Regions from separate parts of the Mus musculus genome. Here regions 1 and 3 are each linked to region 2. Evidence: chromatin contacts called from public HiCAR-type and promoter capture Hi-C data. All regions are on one chromosome and are shown on one strand. Each heading gives the region's core, a stretch centred on a gene start, on an enhancer-like site or on the middle of the called end of the contact. The rest is flanking DNA. Distances are from core to core; before and after follow the strand shown.

Evidence for each region. Promoter capture Hi-C pulls out the DNA fragments that hold promoters and counts their contacts. HiCAR-type assays count read pairs that join an accessible place to other places.
Region 1: a contact with region 2 is called in a HiCAR-type map of astrocytes, with 2.9 times the contacts expected there. The contact joins the promoter of Scg5 here to the promoter of Emc7 in region 2. A contact is called at or near these places in 2 of 39 promoter capture datasets (the 3T3-L1 cell line and embryonic stem cells) and 2 of 115 datasets of contacts at active chromatin or transcription factors (astrocytes and large pre-B cells).
Region 3: a contact with region 2 is called in a promoter capture Hi-C map of liver, with 7 times the contacts expected there. The contact joins the promoter of Aqr here to the promoter of Emc7 in region 2. A contact is called at or near these places in 3 of 39 promoter capture datasets (hippocampal neurons, liver and pre-B cells).

What each region holds. Positions count from the first base shown.
Region 1 is chr2:113,826,776-113,830,360 of GRCm38.p6, reverse strand. It overlaps Scg5 (secretogranin V), which reads left to right and starts at 1,270. Exons shown (of 6, transcript NM_009162.3): 1 at 1,270-1,362; 2 at 2,790-3,022. The coding sequence starts at 2,797.
Region 2 is chr2:112,453,144-112,456,647 of GRCm38.p6, reverse strand. Emc7 (ER membrane protein complex subunit 7) reads right to left here and starts at 1,623. Exons shown (of 5, transcript NM_133749.2): 1 at 1,348-1,623. The coding sequence starts at 1,580.
Region 3 is chr2:114,173,435-114,176,905 of GRCm38.p6, reverse strand. Aqr (aquarius) reads left to right here and starts at 1,567. Exons shown (of 35, transcript NM_009702.3): 1 at 1,567-1,814. The coding sequence starts at 1,740.

The DNA of each region.
Region 1 (3,585 bases), core at 21-2,520, 1.4 Mb before region 2:
ATGCCTGTAATCTTACCTATTCTGGAGGCTGAGGTATGTAGGCTCTTTTGAGATCAGCCATGGTAAGACCCATGCACTCCTCAAGCTTGCATGTGAACTGTTGCCCAGGGGCTCAAGCTGAATGCTTTGTTCCTAGCTAGTGGCACTGTAGCAGTTGTAGAACCATTAGGAGTAAGTGTGTCACTGGGGGACCTTGTATGCTCTGCTCTTTATCCTGACCCTCCATGAGCTCCCACCGTCATGTACTGAAATCTCAAAAGTTGTGAACCAAAATTTTATAAAAATGTCCTTTCCATCTGCATTTTGTCAGCAATAAAAGGTCTTCACACCCTGTCTAATAAGTACAACATGAATCGTACAGTTTTTGTATGTTTCTGTCAACTACACAGCCAGCAACCTATTTTTCCAATATTAAGTTGAATATAACTGAGCTATGTTGAAGTCAACTTGAGAGTAAACAGTATTCATTAGTAGTAGGTATTGTGTACCTGAATCCAGGAGAGTGTTTATTATCTTGACTGAAACAGAAAGCATCCAGGGAACCAAAGGCACTAGATGTCTGGCTTTTCACACAAACTTCTGGCTGACAAGTCTTCCAGCTTCTATTCATTACAGTAAAATGTCAGTGGGTTTGCTGCTTCTAGCTGCAGTAAGAAAAAAGAAAATCTGAATTCTAACCACATCCTGGAACTTGCTGTTTACCACAAGTTTCTTGATGAAGGCTTTGCAGCATTTGTACTGTTACTTTTAGGGCCAGGAATCTCCTAAGATCCTGGGTCCCACCGTTGGTATCACAAAATAGAAGTTCCAGGTCTGTTTAGGTAAGTTCTGCATGCCCCGAAAGTGTCCTGCACGTTCACCTCTTAGTGAACTTATGAAGCAATGCTCAGAGCCTCCGGGTCCCCTGGGGCCTTAAGGGAGGGTAGCACTGTCACCAGGGCTTAAGTGCGGGGGTAGGAAAGGAAAAGTACTAGAAGAGAGTATGAACATTCCAGCATGAAACCCATTTGTATGGTAATTCTAAAATCTAGAGGATGTCAATTAAAGATGCCATCTACTTGTGGCAATTGCTTGAGACTGATAAAGGAGGTAAATGACGTTCATAGGGGTCGATGGAGAAAGGGGGCACCCTAGAAACAGCCAAGAGACACAGAGACTGCTTCAGTTGGAGCTGAGCAACATTCCAGGCCTGAGACGCAGGCGCCTGCAATGCCTTCCAGGAATTCTGGGAAGGCCTCTTCCACCTGCTGTGGGCGGGGCCTGGGTGGACCGAGGTTTCGGAGGGAGGTGACGCAGGAGCTATCCAGCACGTCAGCTCCCTGTTTTGGCCTAGATTGCAAGAAGCTCGCCCGCGGCCACACGGTGAGTTCCGCAGTGATGCAGGTGATGCGGTCCGACTTGTCGTTCAGCTGAAAGCGGGAGTGCTTGGGTTCCTTGGGTGTGGGGGAGCATGCCCTTCAGAAACCCTAGCTGGGGTCAGACAAAGGATGGATGCGGGGATTACAGGGGGTGGTTATAAATAAGGGGTGGGGGTGGAGTTCCGAGAGCAGCGATTGGGTAGTTCATCCGTGGGCTAGCCAGTAAAGAAAACATCCTGTATTCGGAGTTCATGAAGAAAGATGGAGATGATGGAGCCTGGTGCCCGCATCCAGCCCTTTTATCACAGCGGTAGATTGTGCTGTTAAAATAGCGGTCCTTGGCTCTTTGAAGAGCATGGTTTTAATGTCTGTGAGTTGCAAGGAAAGGCCGTTAGCTGCAGACAGATAAAATGAAGTATTTGTTTTAGGGAAGATATTTGGCTTGTTCCCTACCTTTTTATTCCCTATTCCCGTGTGAATGCTCAAAAGGGTTTATCTGACTATGGCCTGAAGCACCCATCCTGAACGAGCAGCTGCCAGGGAAGCTGTGTGAAAACTGTTTCCTTGTTCAGCTTCCCGTGGCTTCTACGGACACCAACATGTAAGGCAGATTTATCCCCCACCATGTCACTGTCTTTCCTCTCCCTGCTGCTTCTGCCTCCGCAAACCTTAACTCCCAGAACCGCTTATTACCATCAAGGGGCTAGACGTGCAGGGGGCTTACTAGGTACCTGGCTTTGCTCCATGCTCCTTACATGATTTTGATCTTTATCTTCACAGTAACTCTATAAGATAGATTGTTGCTATCCTTGGTCTGTAGAAAAGGAGGCTGAGGAACTTGCCCAGGAAGACCTAGCTGGTATGCAGTCAAGCGTCTCATGTTGCTTGCTTCCCTCATCACAGAGCAGGATAGGAGTTGGCGTACCTCTCTGCTCGGGATCTTCACCTATTGCCTGCTGGTCTGCTAAGTTCAAACACCCTCGGCCACTACTCCAGACCTTTCTCTGGGATGTTTTTTGATTGTCTGTTTGTTTTTTACTGTTTGGGTCTCCCTAACTCCCTTTTGTTATTCCTTTCTTTCCTTAAACTAGGAGATCTTAAAAATTACCACCCTCCCTATCTCAAATCCAAAAGTGCTTAGATTGCAAGGATCACAGACCATAGATGTGAGAACATATTCCTGTCCTTAGAATCCTCAGGTGTCAAGTTAGAGGGACTAGTTTATCCTAGACTCTTCTGTCTTCTTATTTCCTTCACACAGCGGTTTCCTACCTGGCTTGGACACAAAGCAAACCTCTAGGAATTTTTCATTTGAGTCTCCTTTCAGGGTGGTCCTTCAGCCTCAACTTGTGAGTCATAGTTATATCACCCCAGTTGTGTTATGGTTGCCCATTTTGGCCAAGTTATATAACTTGGTCCTTTCTTCTGCAGGTTAAAAATGGCCTCAAGGCTGGTCTCTGCTATGCTATCTGGCCTTTTGTTTTGGTTGATGTTTGAGTGGAATCCAGCATTCGCTTATAGTCCACGGACCCCTGACCGGGTCTCAGAGACAGACATCCAGAGGCTGCTTCATGGGGTTATGGAGCAGCTGGGCATTGCCAGGCCACGCGTGGAGTACCCGGCTCACCAGGCCATGAATCTTGTTGGGCCACAGAGCATCGAAGGTATGCACTCTTCCAAACTGACAGTGTTTCTATTGTATTTCTGAGGGTTTTTGTTTTGTTTGGTTTGGCGTGTGTGGGGGTATTGTTTTCTTTTTTTACTGGTAGAATCTTATTTAGACCAGACTTTCACTGAACTTCCTATGTAGCCAAGGATTACCTGGAGCTCTAATCCTACTGCCTCCACCTCCCCAGTGCTAAGACGGGGAAACGTATGAGGTTCTGAGGAAGGAAGCTGGGGCTTCAGGCTAAGCAAGCACTCTGGGCTGAGCTGCATACCTGGCACTATTTCTCCTGATATGTAATTTTCCCTACTAGGACCACCTCACAGTGCTGTCTGCTCCAGGGCTCTAGGTTGCTGTGAATAGTGTTGACACATGATGCCCATTTCTGTCTTGTTGCTGTCACTTTGAACCATTGATATGCTGTGTATTTTGGTTGACATTTGATTTCAGGAGTAGATTAGCCTAAATAACTTGAATCTGCAAGCATGCAACCATGGCAAATGGCTTGCATCAAGATAAATCAGATAGGACTCCTTGCCATTCTTTTAGGAAGAGTCTAAA
Region 2 (3,504 bases), core at 374-2,873:
TATCTTATTTATATTTTCTTCAATAAACATTTATTTATTTGTACTTGGACCTCTTGCATACTAAGTCCCACCACAACACTGTACCACCAGCTTTTTTTCCTTCTTCTTTGAGACAGGGTCTCAACGAAATAGTTCAGAGTACCCTTTAGCTTATGGTCCTTCTGCTTCCGATTCCTGAGTAGCTGAGATGCTAGGTCTATGTCACTGTGCAAGGCTAAACATATCTAACAATCTATATTAAGTTGTAAAATATCTTCAAAATAAAAATAGGAGGTTTTCAAATGTGCTGCATACGGCAGAAGTTGACTACTCAATTAAGCCTTACCTCCCACATCCTAGTGGGAATTTATTACTAATGAAACATTAATTAGGACAAAATTTAAACAATACCCTAATGCCAAATAACATTAAAATATTGGTTGTCAACTTGCCATTATTTATTAATCTGAGGTTGAATATCCCACAAGGGAACATCAACAATCTGCAGAAATAAGCAATTCAAGTTGAAACATCCACATTTAAGATGTATGGTTGAAGTTGGTCTATAAAGCCAGCAAAGAAATATTTTCTTTCAACTCATAGTTTCAACTCCAAATACTGATGGCAAAATTTAAAACATATTCGTGGCTTGAAGAATGAAAACGGACTGCTGACAAAGCATTAAGAAATTCAACCCACCTTCCAATCTAAACATAAATCACAAACTCTTAAGAACAAGAAAAGAACAACTAGGCGTAAGGAATCTCGAGTAACCCTGGTCTGACTTAAATGACGACTATGATATCGCAAATCCCTCGATGAATTCAATTGTAAAAAGAACAATAATCACAAACTCGGGCCCCAAAAAAGCACTCTTTGATTAGGGACTTCTGGGCCCATTAATTTTAGAAGCAGGACCATTAGCCTTACAGTCTATGTCATCACTGGGAGCCCTTTGGGCTTTGACAATTCCCACTTGTTCAGCATCTTTCTACACAACACCAAGCTATCAGAAGAGTGACATGGAGAAAGCAACTAGGTTTCAGAAACACTAGACAAAATGCAAAGCGGGTAAAACCCAACAGATAAATGAGACTCCCCTGGGCCCAAGTATGATCTGTCTCACACTGGAGCCAAAATACGGCTACAAATAAATGACCGCATAGGTCTCGGGCGCCTGGGACCACTGTCCGCCATCCTCGTTGCTGAAGTACCTGACTGCCTCTCAAGGTCTCCCAGCACAAACCGTTAGTGGCGCCGGTGCCTTCAGTTTCTGACAGCTACACTGAGGGTCCTGACAGCTGTCCTAGCTGGATACCCTTCCAGCGTCCGCCCCAATCGCTTTCCTGCTGCCCTCGGGATGCTCACTTAAGGAAGCCGACATGCTCTTCTCCGTCTACCAGCACTCGGGCCGCGGAGATCCAGTCCTGAGGCTTCACCCCCGGAACAACCGCACGTCCCTCGATCTTAAAACGATCTCCCAGGCCGACCCCACTACCTCCCGGGCCCTCGGCAGCAGCCCCAGGCACCTCCGAGCTGTGGGCATCTCCTGATAATAACAGAAGCAGGACGGAGAAGAAACCCCACAGAGCACCCGCCATGACAGCAGCTCTGAGGAGTCAGGCCTACGGCCCGGAAGTCCTACCCCGCCGCAAGGCCGCTAAAGCTGCCGCCACCGTCGCCAGCCGATGTCGTCATCATCCCGAGCCGGATCCGGCCCGGAGCTTGTCCACGCCCCGGAGAGAAGTTGTGACCGCTGACTAATCAGGAGAAGGGGCGCAGGATCAACGCTCCGAATGACCCAGGGCTGGGGCTTAAAAGGTGGCGAGGCTTTTAAGTAAAGATGCCAGGGCATGTAAGGCGAAGTAAAGCTGGCAGAGAGTTTTGCTGTGGCGTCCACAGTTGCAGGTCTTATCGTGGGCGTAAAGGACCATGAGACCGAGAGGAATGAGGATCTGAAGTGTTGAGTGCTGTGTCTGTAGCTAACAACATTCAGACATCGACCCTATCACTTTCTCAAGGTTCTTGCTAGCTCTAAATAGTCTCCTTTCTACCACATATCTCCGTAAAAGACCCTGTGCACTCTGCCTCCATAGAAAAGTTAAAAAAAAAAAAAAAAAGAGTGAAGCTCCCGATGGAGAGTGGAAATGCAGACAATTTGGGCTGAAAAGGAAAACAAAAAGTTTTTTAAAATCTATATCAAAAAATGGTGATCCATGTTTAAGTTCGCGGAGAATGTTTATTTTCATTCTGTGTTAATGCTTTGGTTTTTTAACAAACAAGGTTGCAGACTGAGAAAGTGAAGCACTCACTATAAATGGTAAATAAAATACCTAAGACACAGACAGGGCAAATGGCCAGACCACCAGAAAACAGTTACCTTCGTAAAGCCATGCCGCGTCTAGCATCCTTCTTCCAGTTCTTAATTCTTATTTACCAAGAGTGCCGCAACCCTGCTTCGTTTCTCACTGTTTCGTTGGCTAACATATTCTTTTCAGAGTTGATGCTTACCTGCCTTAGATAACTCAGTCATTGAGCAGAGGCCTAAATACTGTAAAAATTCATCCATCTTCTCTTCTACTAATACTCTTCTACTAATTCTCTTCTATTCAGTTTCTCTGGTATAGAGTTTTTCTTGCTACAGAAATTAATACACCTAACTTTATGCATGTTTCTAGTGGTCTCTATCTCCATCCCTTGACTCTGTGCCCAGAAATAGTCTATAAGCAAAAACATAAAATTAAAAATATACATATATGGGGGTAGAGAGATGAGTCGGCTGTTAAGACCACTTGTTACTCTTGCAGAAGACCTGAGTTCAGTCCCCAGCCCCCACACTATAGCTCTTCAAATTCCAGGTGATCTGATACCTCCACAGGCTAGTTCACATACATACATACATGTGAGCAACATCCATATACTTGATATTAAATAAATATAATATGCAACATAATGTATATTTATTTGACACACACTATTATATAAATAGTGCTTATTATATAAATAAAACCAGTATGTTGTGAATTCCTCCCCCATCGTGAGTTTTTTTTTAGATAGGATTTCATACTACAGTCCAGACTGGTCTTGAACTTTATCTGTTCTTCAGCCACTGAAATGCTGGAAGGATTGACATAAATTGTGAGCCATCACAATTACCTCAATATGTAATTTAATTAAAATTAATGTGTTATAATACATATAAATATATAAATGTATGCAGCTATAATGCATCTCTATTTTACATGTATATATTTGTACACCATCTATCTAATAGCAAACTACAAATGCAGTTCTTCATTTTGCCCTTTTTCCCTAATGTAGCTTGGAAAAAAAAATCTCTGTTTTTGGTCTATGTTTTATAGACAGGGTCTTATACCATAGCTCAGTCTGCCCCAGAATTCACTATGCAACCCAGGCTAACCTCAAACTTGTGGCAGTTTTCCTGTCTCAACCTCCCTAGTGCTAGAGCTAGTGCTGCTCTTGGCTGTAAATTATCCCAATGGTATATAAATGTTTCCTCATTCT
Region 3 (3,471 bases), core at 318-2,817, 1.7 Mb before region 2:
ATTGTAATCGAGCAAATTTTTATCTATATGTCTACAAACCATAAAAGATGGAGGGACGAAAGCTACAACATGTATATACTTGATGGCCAGACCTACAGCTATTTTCTTTCACAGTCCTCATTTTGGGCAGATGGGTATATATCACAAATTAAGAGAGAGAGAATGGTGTACCAGTCTACTGCCTATATTCCTCTAGAGAGGACTTACTAGAGATAACTGTTCAACCTATGTATGAGTTTGTAAATGGGATGGGTGTGCTAACCCAAGAATTATAAAATAAGTGACCAAATAAGAACCAGGCTAAAGTTTTAAACAGTTATTTCCCTAGTGAGGATAAAAGCATAAAACTCACAAGAAGTTGTGAGTTCAGCATCATGGACCATTGGAGGAACATGAATTACACCTATACTGTGATGTACCACATACGTAGTATGCCTAAAACAACTTTAAAAACTATCCATATTAAAAGTCGGTAAGGGAAAGAAGACAACACAAGTCTCAAATGTTAGCAAGGCACAACTGCTTTGGAAAGACAGACATTTCTTAAAATGGCAAACATACACCATTGAATGTGTTGCTTCAGAGGAAATGTATGTCTACATAATGACTTAGAATCGCCTGTAGAGGACTTTCTTGTAGTAGTCAGCAACTAGAAACAATCTAAACGCATATCAACATATTACTAAATTTATGGATTGTAGTATGTCTGAAAAGTTGGCTATTATTTAGCAATACAACTGAATCAGTGACTGATATGAACAACACAGATGCATCTCAAAATAATTTTGAGTGACCAAAAAAGAACATATTCTAAAATGTATGTAAAATAGTTTCTTTTTAAATTTTATTTTTACTTTTATTTCATGTGAATTGGTGTTTTGCGTGCATGTATGTCTGTGTGAGGGTGTCAGAGCCTCTGGACCTGGAGTTACAAACAATTGAGAGCTGCCATGTGGCTTCTGGGAATTGAACCCAGGTCATCTGGAAGAGCACCTGGTGCTCTTAACCGCTGATCAATCTCTCTTTTATTCCTCTGCAAATTTGCATAAAGTTTATATAAAATTCTGTAGTTAACAGTGACCCAGAGGATCCATGATAGTAGAAGACTGTGTGAGAAAAAGGGGTGATAGGTTGAAGGCAGAAGGACACATAGTAACTTTTAATGGCTTTGGGTAATCTCATTGCCATGATTCTGGTGATACAATAATAGATAGACAACTATTTCAAAGTGTATTAAGTTTTACACTTGGTTTATGTTTATTGTATGGCAATCAGTACTTCCAGGCAGTTTTTGAAGTCACACGGTGCCTCAAATTCTAAGAGTATGGGTTTTGCTTTTTACTATATTTTTCTTTAGCGTTCAAATAAAGTCGACATCCTATTCTTTCAACTCCCACCTTTATTAATCACATTCAACACATCTTTCAGCCCCCTCTCTCCCTATGACCCAATCCTACACGCTGTATGTTATCTTTCTTCCTTCCACTAGGGGGCAATAAAGAGACAGGTAAAGGCAGCCTACTTTCTAGCTCAAGCTTAACTCTTGCCTTGACTTCCGGGCCCACTAGTTCTGCTTCCGGGGAACGCCGGGACTTCTCAGGTTCCGGGAGGAACCGTGGGAGCCCAGCGTGTCTGTGCCGGGCGCTCTGGCACCTCGGGGCTGGGTCGCCGCCGCTGCTTGAAAGCTTTCGAGAGTCGCCGCTACGAGCCTCTGGTCAGCTTCAGTGGCGATCGCTGCGATGGCGGCTCCTGCGCAGCCCAAGAAAATCGTGGCCCCCACGGTGTCCCAGATCAACGCGGAGTTCGTCACTCAGGTGAGCCCCGGCGTGCCCGCTTGTGTAAGGAGGGATGCCGAGGACCTAAAGCCCGGGATTGGGATTGATTTTGATATCTTGTGTACGTGCAAGTTGCTAGTTAAACATTGGAAAAGCTGCAGTGAAAGAGGCCGCTCCTCGTTAGACCACAAAGCGTGCTTCTGAATTGTATTACTCTGACAAGACTCTGTCTACAAGTAGATCGCTCTATGGCAGTTAATTGTCATTATAACCTTTCATTTAGGAGACAACAGAGCCAATTCCGGGCCTGTAGCCTTTCACATCCTTGTTAATTCTTAGGAAATTATTGAGAGTGTAAGTGCGGGAAAATTTAAGCCCTCCCGCGCCTCTTCTGGCTCCGCAGATTTGTCAGGGCAGAAGCCTAGAAACTGTTTCCATTCGCTTAGCCCCAGCATGTCTACACAGTGTTTGTCTGTATTTCTGGACCTCTCTCGCCCAAAGATGCCTTCCCCACTAAGACTTGTTGATCTGTCATATTTCCTCTTGCCCTCCTGCAGCCTGTTCTTCAGATTGCTCCAGAGTGCTCACTGGTGCAAACCTGCTCACATTACTTGTCTTCCTACAGTGTCCCGTAAACAATTCTGATTGTCCCTGGGATAATGACTGGAATCTTTGAAAGTGCTGTGATCTGGCCTATGCTTTTACCCAAAGTGCCCTTCCTTTCTTCTTTCCTCCCTTCCTTTCTCTCTGTACCTGTCTGTCTGTCTCTCCCTCCTTTCCCCCCTAATTTTATGCTTTTATGGCTATAGCTGCGGTTACTTGAATATGCCATGGTAACTAAAAAGTGGATCCTGTTAACTTGGTTTTCTTTATTTTCATCCTTTTATACAATATTAGAGAGGCTATCCCGACTTCTTAACCGCATTAAAGCTAAATGCAGATAAGTACACAGTTTGAGAAAGAACACAAAAACAGTCCAGGCAAGTGCTGATACCTTAAAGTTTGAATGTAAAGAAAGAGCTAGAATGACAGGAACACATGAACCGAGAGGGAAAGTGCGGAGGAGAGATGGTGCCTGTCTTTCATTCCCAGCATGTGAGATGTGAAGACAGTGGGGAATGGAGTTCAAGGCTAGCCTTGTCTGTTTTGAGGCCAGCATAGGGTTCACAAGAAAGTTTTCACATTGTAGAAGGTCTCTTATAAAGTCTGCTGATTGTAAGATATTGAGCTGTAAATGAAAAGAACACACAGGTACCATCTTCTCTGTTTCACTTCAATGAGGATGAATAATCAGTGAAATGTTTATAATACAGAAATAGAAGAATATATTGAAACTGTTTACAACCTGAAAGATGGAAGCGTTAGTTGTCCGTTAGTGTTGCAGAAGCTTCTTGGAAGAAGAACACTTCAGACGTGGTTTCATTTGTCCGTTCATCTTTCTGTCTGTGTGTCTGTCTAGTGATACACCAAGCATTGAAGTCTACCAGACAGTGCAGTTACCTATTAAAAAATGTGCTCCCTAGAGTTTCTGGTTTTTTAAAAAGAGATTTTGTTTTGTTTTTAAAAATCAGTAAGAACTATTTTGTTTTTCAATTTTAATTTTTAATTATGTGTTTGGGGTGGGGTGGTATGTGCTGGTGAGTGCAGTTATCTGTGGAGGACAGAAGAGGCTGTCAGTTCCCTAGAACTGCAGTTG